Linked DNA regions of Mus musculus: region 1 is linked to region 2. A link is a contact called in public promoter capture Hi-C data. All regions are on one chromosome and are shown on one strand. The core of a region is the stretch at or near the end of the contact, and the rest is flanking DNA. Distances in the headings are between cores, read along the strand shown.

Region 1 (4,113 bases), core at 1,199-3,698, 720 kb before region 2:
GCAAACCAATTTGGGTTTTCCTGGGCGAGCAGCCAGTGCTCTTAACCACCGTGCCATTGCTTCAGCCTCAAGAATACATACTTATGACCATTAGTCCTTCATCATTACTACTTCTAACTCAGTATTTCTATCATCTTCTTGGATATTGTGTTTGCATTATATGGTTTGAAAAAAGACTGGTTTGAGGAATGCAGTTCAATAGTAGAGCCCCTGCCTAGAATCCCCCAGGGAGGGGCTGGGGGCGTGGCTCAGTGATAGAGCCCCTGCCTAGAATCCCCCAGGGAGGGGCTGGGGGCGTGGCTCAGTGGTAGAGCCCCTGCCTAGAATCCCCCAGTGAGGGGCTGGGGGCGTGGCTCAGTGGTAGAGCCCCTGCCTAGAATTCCCCAGTGAGGGGCTGGGGTGTGGCTCAGTGGTAGAGCACCTGCCTAGCTTACAGGAGGGCCTAGGCTCCATCCTCAGGCAAGGAGGTATTAATAAAAGATTAAATTTTGCTTGTTGCCAGATGGTAAAGACTGCTTCTCTGTTCTACCCTTCTCACTTTAAAGAGTAACATTCACTGTCGAGATCTGTATTGTCTCTTTGACACCTCTCTCTCTCTCTCTCTCTCTTTCTCTCTCTCTCTCTCTCTCTCTCTGTGTCTCTGTCTGTCTCTCTGTCTCTCTGTCTCTGTCTCTGTCTCTCTCTGTCTCTGTCTCTCTCTGTCTCTCTCTGTCTCTCTCTCTCTGTCTCTGTCTCTCTCTCTCTCTCTCTCTCTCCTTTTTAGTTACATATACTTTCTGCCCTTGTTTCAAGAAAGAACTTCCTTTTCTGAAAGACCCAAGAGCCCCTTTCTATGCATTGCAAACCTCAAGGAAGAGAACAACCCTGTCACCTGGGGAACTTATGAATCTACCTTGGACTCAAGAGCTGTTCCAGTCCTGTCTGTAGTAGTTGAGAGGTCACTCACTATACCTGATGTCCATCTAGGATCATTATCACTAGCAGGGACACTTGCTGCCTGCTGCTTCTGCTGGAGGCCACATATTACAACAACTGCCGGGTGCCAGGGTCACTGGTGGGTGAAAGGCTAGGACGTTAAGTGTCTAGTTTCTAAAGCCTGAGGCAATAGAGCCCTAGGTCAGGACTTGGAGCTGAAAGCCTGTAGGCCTGCTGGTCCAGCCAGTAGACCTAGGATGGCCCACACAGGTTGAGCTTCTCCTATCTGTGCAGAGCAGAAGGATCTCAGTCTGTTGACTGGCAACCCTTGTTCCGTATGTGTGTACAAACCGAAATCTTCTCTCAATACAAAAATTATATGAGCTTGAATGTCCTCACTGCAAGCAAGGAATTCCTTTTCTGAAAGGCCTGAGTCCCATCTGTGCAATGTAAACCTGGAGAAAAGAGTGTTCCTATCTCCCTGTCACCTGGGGAGTTTAGCCCAGGCCCCTCATTCAGAGACGTAACCCCTGCTTGCCACGGGGAAGGGAAGCTTTTGGTTTAAGAGATAGGAGCCAGCTCAGGTGGGCACCTCAGTGACCAGGTGAGGTGAGAACCTGGGAGAAGGTGCCCCATGGCAGTGCAGGCCTTCCGAGGAGGAGGGCTCACCCTTTCTCCTGAGACCATGTGTGCCCTGCAGCATCTGAGAGGGATTCGTGATGCTTCTGTCTCCTGCTGGTTGCTCAGCAGTTTATTACCTAGGGTTGGCGCTCCAAGGCGCTTGGTGCTTCTGGGATGAAAACGTTACTCTCTGCATCGGCGCAGAGAACTTTTTCTATTGACAGGCTTTGTTATTAATTTTGACGCCAACGTCTTTATGAAGAACTAGGCCAAGAACGTCGTTGCATTAATTCAATAAGAAATCGAGGAGCCGTTCATCATAATGTAACCATCGTTGAAAACTGTCATTGTCGCCCGGCCCTAAATATCACCTTTCAGAGATCACATTGCAGGTAGGTGTTTTCTTCTTTCTGTGTTCTCTTTCTGGTTCTGTTTTTTAGAGTTTCTGGGCATTAGACGTATGTTCTAGAAACCCACCATTAGTGTTTGTGCCTCCTTCTTTGTAAAGCACAGCTGGTTATTTCTTGTACCTAGTACTTCAAGGAAGTTTGGTTAATCGAGAATGACACTCAGTTTTCTTTCCTTCTAACACAATCTTCCTCTTATTTTAGGAGTCCTGAGCCAGGGACAAGACTTGGGACTTCACGCAGCAGGCCGTTTCTCCAGGCTCAAAGGGAGTGAGGACAAACAAGAAGGTAAGAGCATGGCTGGAGGCAGCCATTGCTCTCAGAGCACCTCCCCCAAACTGCTGGGAGGAGGTAAGTTCTTGCGCGAGGATCCCTAGATGCAGTGGCGCGCGAAGGCGTCTGGGACACAGAGTTTCTGTGCAATTCTTGGGGAGAAAGGAGAGCCTTGGAACTCGGACTTCCGGGAAGATGCTGCACATGCGCGTCGCGGCCTGTGCGCGTGCCCGCGCTTGCGCTGGGCCACTGCGCCGTGGTGACTTCCTGCAGGTCTGGTGTGTCGAGGCTACCTTCCCTCCCGCAGCCTTTGCGTTCGCTAAGCTGGAGTTGCCGAGCCTGCAGGGCCGAGGCCGGAGCTTCCGGGGCGGCAGCGAACAGACTCGGCTGTGCGGGCTAGGGAGGCCTAGCGAGAGCTCGGCGCGGAGGCTGACAGGGGCAGCGGAGACGCCTGCTCGGTGAGGCCCGAGGGCGCAGAGCGATCGGGGCTGCGGGAGGGATGCTGGGCACAGATGGTGCCCAGTCAGTTCACCCGGGCACCCCGCTGTCCCCAGCTTGCGGCGCCTGGGAGGGTCGAGGTGGTCGGGCTGACAGCGGGACAGCTGCATCGCTTTGGGCTGCACGGTCAGTCCCGAGGACAGAGTGCAGGCACTGAAGAACTCAAGGGCTCCAGATTCCCACGGTGTCACTCAGCGTCCATCAGCTCTCTTGCTCTGTCTGTGGTCCCCCCCCCCCCCGAGTCTGCCCTTGAGGCATCGTAATGGTCTAGTGCTCAAAATCTGCTTTTACTTCTTTCTGCTCGTGAAGGAAGACTGAGTCTGCGACAGGTGTGAGACTTAATCAAGGTTGTGTTGAAATGAGTGCCATTGTTTTCTAGTTTCTTCCCTTAGTCCCTTTTTAAGATATGCAGCAGTAACCAAGTTTAGTTGGATAGTTTGAAAACAAACCACGCTTTATCCCTGTTTGTCGGACGTCTATCCATCTGGACCATTTTTCCTTTTTGTGTTTTAGTTTTTTTGAGGCGTGGATTCCTTGTGGCACATATTGTTCTGGTAGTGGGTGATCCTCCCGTCTCCGCCTCCAGAGAGTTGGGATTGCATGTATGTCACCTCATGGAACATGGATCCCAGATATATATATATATAGTGCCCAGAATCCTCATTCACTGTGACATATTTTGCAACAGTTTGAATAGGAAATAAAATAAGTACCCTTGTTTCCCCCACCTTTACACCAAATGCCCGTGGATAAAAAGAAGGCAGCGTAGTGTTCATCATAGAACTGTACCCGCCCCCCCTCGCCTCCCACCCCCCATTCCACCTGTTGGAGTTAGGTTTGTGATTTCCTTCCTATCACCTCTGCAGTGTGTATAAGCTGCGATTTCACTTGGTGGTTCCCAGGCGAGAGACATGTCCCTGTGTAGACCAGTTAATCTCCGATTTCAGCGAGCTTTTCCTCCAGCAGGTCAGTCAGCAGTGTCTACAGTTCCCCCAAGAGGAGCAGAACATGAGCAGATCAAAGGTAAGTTTTTCCCGTTTGTAATTTTTTTTTTTCTGACTCCTTTGTAATGTATTTTGGAAGACTTACTCAAAGGTCTGTTCTTGAATGGTAGTGGAGTGGTCTCTAAAGGGATCTGACGCCCTCTTCTGGCATGCAGGTGTACATGCAGCAGAGCATCCATACATAGAATAATTAATAAGTAAGTAGGATGGTCGTGGAGAAAGGAGTGAATAAAGGTGATTGTAATATAAAATACACCCGAGTGGCAGGCTGTCATGACCTGTTGTGTAGGCAGTCTGATAACTTTAGGCTAATGGAGTTACTTGGCAGAGTTAGAAAAAGGAAAATCGTATCCATCCCATCACCTGCAGCTGCTCGTGGGAGGTGCCGTTTTTTG
Region 2 (4,185 bases), core at 917-3,416:
TCCTAGTGGTACCCATTAATGGTGAGGCGTACAGCTTTGTTCTGTTGCTCCCGTGGCAAAAAGAAAACACTGTTTTTTAAGGCTTTGCTTTTTGAGACAGGGCCTCACTTTGTAGCCCAGGCTAGCCTGGAGCTTGCAGCAATCCTCCTGCCTCAGCTTCTCCGTGCCAGTAAAAGGTTTTATGAGTCTTTCAAAAGTCAGGGATATTTAGTCCAAGCTGCCTCTCCTCTTACCCTAGAGTCTTGCAATGTAGCCCAGGATGGCCTTGAACTTACTACATAGCCCAGACTCAAACTCTTGATCCCCTTTCCTTATCTTCCCAAGGTGTTTGCCTGGCTCCCCCCACCCCCAGGGCCTTACATAATAAGGAAGTACTCTCAACTTCAAAGGCAGCACTCACACGTGTTGAAAGCCGCTTCCCTGAGCCTTGGGAGAAGAGCAATGCAAAGCTTCCACACTGAAGAGCAAAGACTCCCGGCTGTAAGACTGTAAGAAAGCCTGAGATGTCGCTGGCCTAACACAAACACTCTAGGACTGAGCCGGGCTTCAGTGTGGAAATGTGTTTCCTTGCTTCTATTCCAAGCTTAAAAGGAAGGAAAAGAGGTGGAAGGGGTGCCTGCCTACATGCATGCTGGGTTCCTTCCCAGCACCACAAAATAAAGGGCCATGATGAAGGAATTGCCCAGCGTGGTGGTGGCGCACGCCTTTAATCCCAGCACTTGGGAGGCAGAGGCAGGTGGATCTCTGTGAGTCTGAGGCCAGCTTGGTCTACAGAGTGAGTTTCAGGGGCCACACAGTAAAACTCTGTCTCAGCCATCTCTAAATAAATAAATAAATGGATCAGTTGTCTGTGGGCGCTGAGGAAGAGAGCCCCCAACTTCCTAAATCATGGCTGACAGTCCCACTATGGTGTCCTGACAGGGCTGATGGTTTGCAAACTGCCCCCATTTTGAGCCTGTCTGTCAGGTACTTGAACTTGGTTCTGCACTGTCTCTGCAGGTACCACATGTCCCAGGCCGAGGAAGGTCTCCAGTAGCTTTCCTACCACCCTCGCCTGCTTTGTTTCCTGCATCCTCCACCCAGAGTCTTATTGAGGCACCTAGAGAACAGGCTGGGTGAGCAAAAGGAGATACAAATGGCCCAGGGTTGTACCCAACTGGGGCAGTGATAAACCACAGATGCTATGAGACAGGATAGCGTTATTTTTGTGTTGGCATGAAAAGGTTACTGCTTAAAAATGAAAAGTACCCACCCAGTACTGAAGGCAAAGGAGGGCTGTGGGCCCATGGGGAGACTGTGTGGCTGGGTCACCAACCATTTTCCTAATAGATCTTAAGAAAACTGTCTTTGTTTTTTAATTTATTACATTTATTTATGTACATGTTGGGGTGCTCGAGTGGAGATCCAAAGACAACTTGCTGGAGTTGATTTTCTTCTTCCTCCCCGAGCCCCGGGGGTCGAATCGAGAGAGTCAGGCTTGGTGGCAAGGTCATTTACCTATTAAGTCCCTCTGTCTTCGGAGTACTGTCTTGTTCGTAGACTCCAGACTTTTAACTCTTTCAGGCTCTGGGAGATCCCAGAGATCTTAACCATTCTAAACTTTCCCCACGAGTGGCCCAGCTCAGAGTCCAGATTTGTCCCTTTGCATTTTCAGTTTACCAAATGCATCAGGTCTGGGCTTCGGGTAGTCGTTTCCTTCGCTGAATCACGTACCACCAAGTCTTGGGCTGGCTATTTGGGAAAGAACCTAGACTCTCAGTGCAGGGTCAGCACTAGCATGGACCCAGACACGATGAGGAGGATCCCTTAGCTGAGTTGTGCGCCTCACATTCCACGCAGGTCGCCCTGAGCCCCGGACCCGGCGCCACACGGAGACCCGAACCGTGCAGCGGGACCACCGCCTCCCCGCTCCTCCCCGGCTTCGTCTCACGCCCCGTGGCCCCAGCCCCAGATCGGCAGACCTGGCCTGGTGCAGCAGACTTTCCGCGCCCGCCGAGAACATGCCGACACGGCTCCAAGCCCACCAGTGCCCGAAACGTTGCCGCGGACTTCCGGGATCGTGTCACATGACGTGTCATGTGACCGGACTGTGTCTGCCCTCTTTCGCCCCACCTCTTACCCCCGCCACCACCCTCCCGCGTCCTGGCTGGATCACGTGGGAGAATCTGGAGCGCTAGCTGACGGCTTCCGGTGCCACACCACGTGGGAGGGCCATCCCTCCCACTCCCCCGCGCAAAAGACAGACCAGCTTCCGGTCCTGCGGCAGGTGGGCGGGGCGGGGCGGAGGCCTTGGCCAAAATATTGCAGTACAGAAGCCAGTTCCCGCCTAGCTCCTGGGCTTCTCTCCACGTCAGTCAGCAGCCAGGGAGTCATGGAACCGTGGTCCTTGGAACCCAGAACTCCTGGCTCCGAAACAGTTTCCTTTGATCCCGGAACTGCCAGTGGTAGACTCTAGACCTGGAGAGACTAGGCAGGCACATAGTTTAGCAGTAGGGTGACTAGATTTACCCCAGTGAGAGGCTGGGGGCGCGACTTGGTGGCAGAGAAAGAACATCCTTAGCAAAAGCTGTATGGCAGACACGTTTTATAAATTCTGTCAGGCTCTTTGCTGCAGAAATACCCAATGTCTTGCTAGTCTTGGGTTTTAAGATGAGGCCCTGGCACTATTCACCTATTTGGGTTGGGAGATGGGTGCCTATTGCACACACAGAAAAAGGAAACTGGTAGTAGACTGAGGAGCTGTCACAGTGGGAAAGACACTTGGACCCGTGTCTTTCTGGCTCTTGCCAATCAATACCTAGTGCTCATGGCCTAGTAATAAGCAAGGCTTCAGGGAGAAACGGGCAGAAGTAGAAACGGCTCAGCTGGTAAAAGTGAACATGAGTACCTGAGTTCCATCCCTGGGTGGCCATATAAAAATAAAACCCACACTTGCAGTCCCAGCACTGAGGAAGTGGAGATCGGAGTATCCCTAAGGGTTGCTGGCCGGCCCTAGCTTACTTGGCAAGTCCCAGGCCAACGAGAGATTCTGTCTCAGAGAAGAGGTAGGGCAAGAAAGAAGACTCAGAACCTGAAAGTGATTGACACACAGGCCTGACAGGCTGAGTTTGGGTCCTCAGAAGCTACATAAAACCTGAGCCCAGTAGTGTAAGGATTTGTAATCCCAGCACACCTACAGGAGATGGAGGAGGCAGGAGACTCTCCTGAGGCTGGAGGATAAGCCGCCCTGGCTTATGAGATGGTAAAGAGAATCTGTCTCAGACAAGGTGTAAGTAGCCATGAGGGTGGGCACCTGAAGGCTGTCCTCTGATCTGCTCACGTCTCCTGTGGCCAGTGTACATATGCCTATGCCTCTGCATGTGAACACACACCCCACTTGAGGAACAGCAGCTGAGGTTGTCCTCTGCCTCCACACAAATACACACACAGGTGCAGTCACACCCAAAAACATGTACACAGAAAAAAGGGACAAGTGGGTTGTTTCTCACCTGGCTGAGTGTCAGGATGAATGCCAGGGGCTCTGAGGCAGCCGCCATGGGGTGGTGGCTTGAGTGAGAATGGCTCCCATGGGCTCATATACTTGAATGTTTTGACCCCAGTTGGTGGAACTGTTTGGGAAGGGTTAGGGGGTGTGGCCTGCAGTCAAGTGCCCAAAGCATCCCCCATTAGCTCAACTCTGTCCTGCAGCGGCTGTCTCAATATGTAAACTCTCAGCTACTGCCCCAACCCTATGCCTGCTTGTCTGCTGCCACGCTCCCTGCCACAATGGTCATAGACTCTAACCCTCTGGAACTTCGAGCTGCAAATTAAATGCCACCCCCTTTGTCACACCCTGGCCCAGCGGTGGACCTGTGTCAAAAGTCAGGGGAGATGGGCTAGCTCTTGCCATCTGTACACCATCTTGCATCCTTGGAGCTCAGGCACCGGCAAGACTCTACCTCACCCCATGGCTTCCTGGACTGCACACCTGGGAGGCATGCAAGGAAACACCTGGGGACCAGAAGCAGTAGTGCGTGTCCAGGCTATCTATTGGTCTGCCCTTCACAGTCACCCACTCCCAGGGACCACTCATACCCTTGGGTACATCTCTTTAATATATAATTTTTATTTCTGGTTATAGAAACAAATGCTAAGAGGAGAAAACAGAGCTTCCCCACCCACATACAACAACCGAATAGATAAAAG

What was found. Promoter capture Hi-C pulls out the DNA fragments that hold promoters and counts their contacts.
Region 1: a promoter capture Hi-C map of liver shows a contact between it and region 2, with 4 times the contacts expected there. The contact joins the promoter of Rbak here to the promoter of Ap5z1 in region 2. A contact is called at or near these places in 2 of 39 promoter capture datasets (liver and pre-B cells).

The regions. Positions count from the first base shown.
Region 1 is chr5:143,179,110-143,183,222 of GRCm38.p6, reverse strand. Rbak (RB-associated KRAB zinc finger) reads left to right here and starts at 2,448. Exons shown (of 5, transcript NM_001045482.2): 1 at 2,448-2,674; 2 at 3,681-3,737. The coding sequence starts at 3,723. It overlaps Spdye4b (speedy/RINGO cell cycle regulator family, member E4B), which reads right to left and starts at 2,206. Exons shown (of 8, transcript NM_001384193.1): 1 at 1,585-2,206. The coding sequence starts at 1,602.
Region 2 is chr5:142,461,912-142,466,096 of GRCm38.p6, reverse strand. It overlaps Ap5z1 (adaptor-related protein complex 5, zeta 1 subunit), which reads right to left and starts at 2,166. Exons shown (of 17, transcript NM_172725.2): 1 at 1,962-2,166. The coding sequence starts at 2,002. Foxk1 (forkhead box K1) reads right to left here. Exons shown (of 9, transcript NM_199068.2): 9 at 4,082-4,185.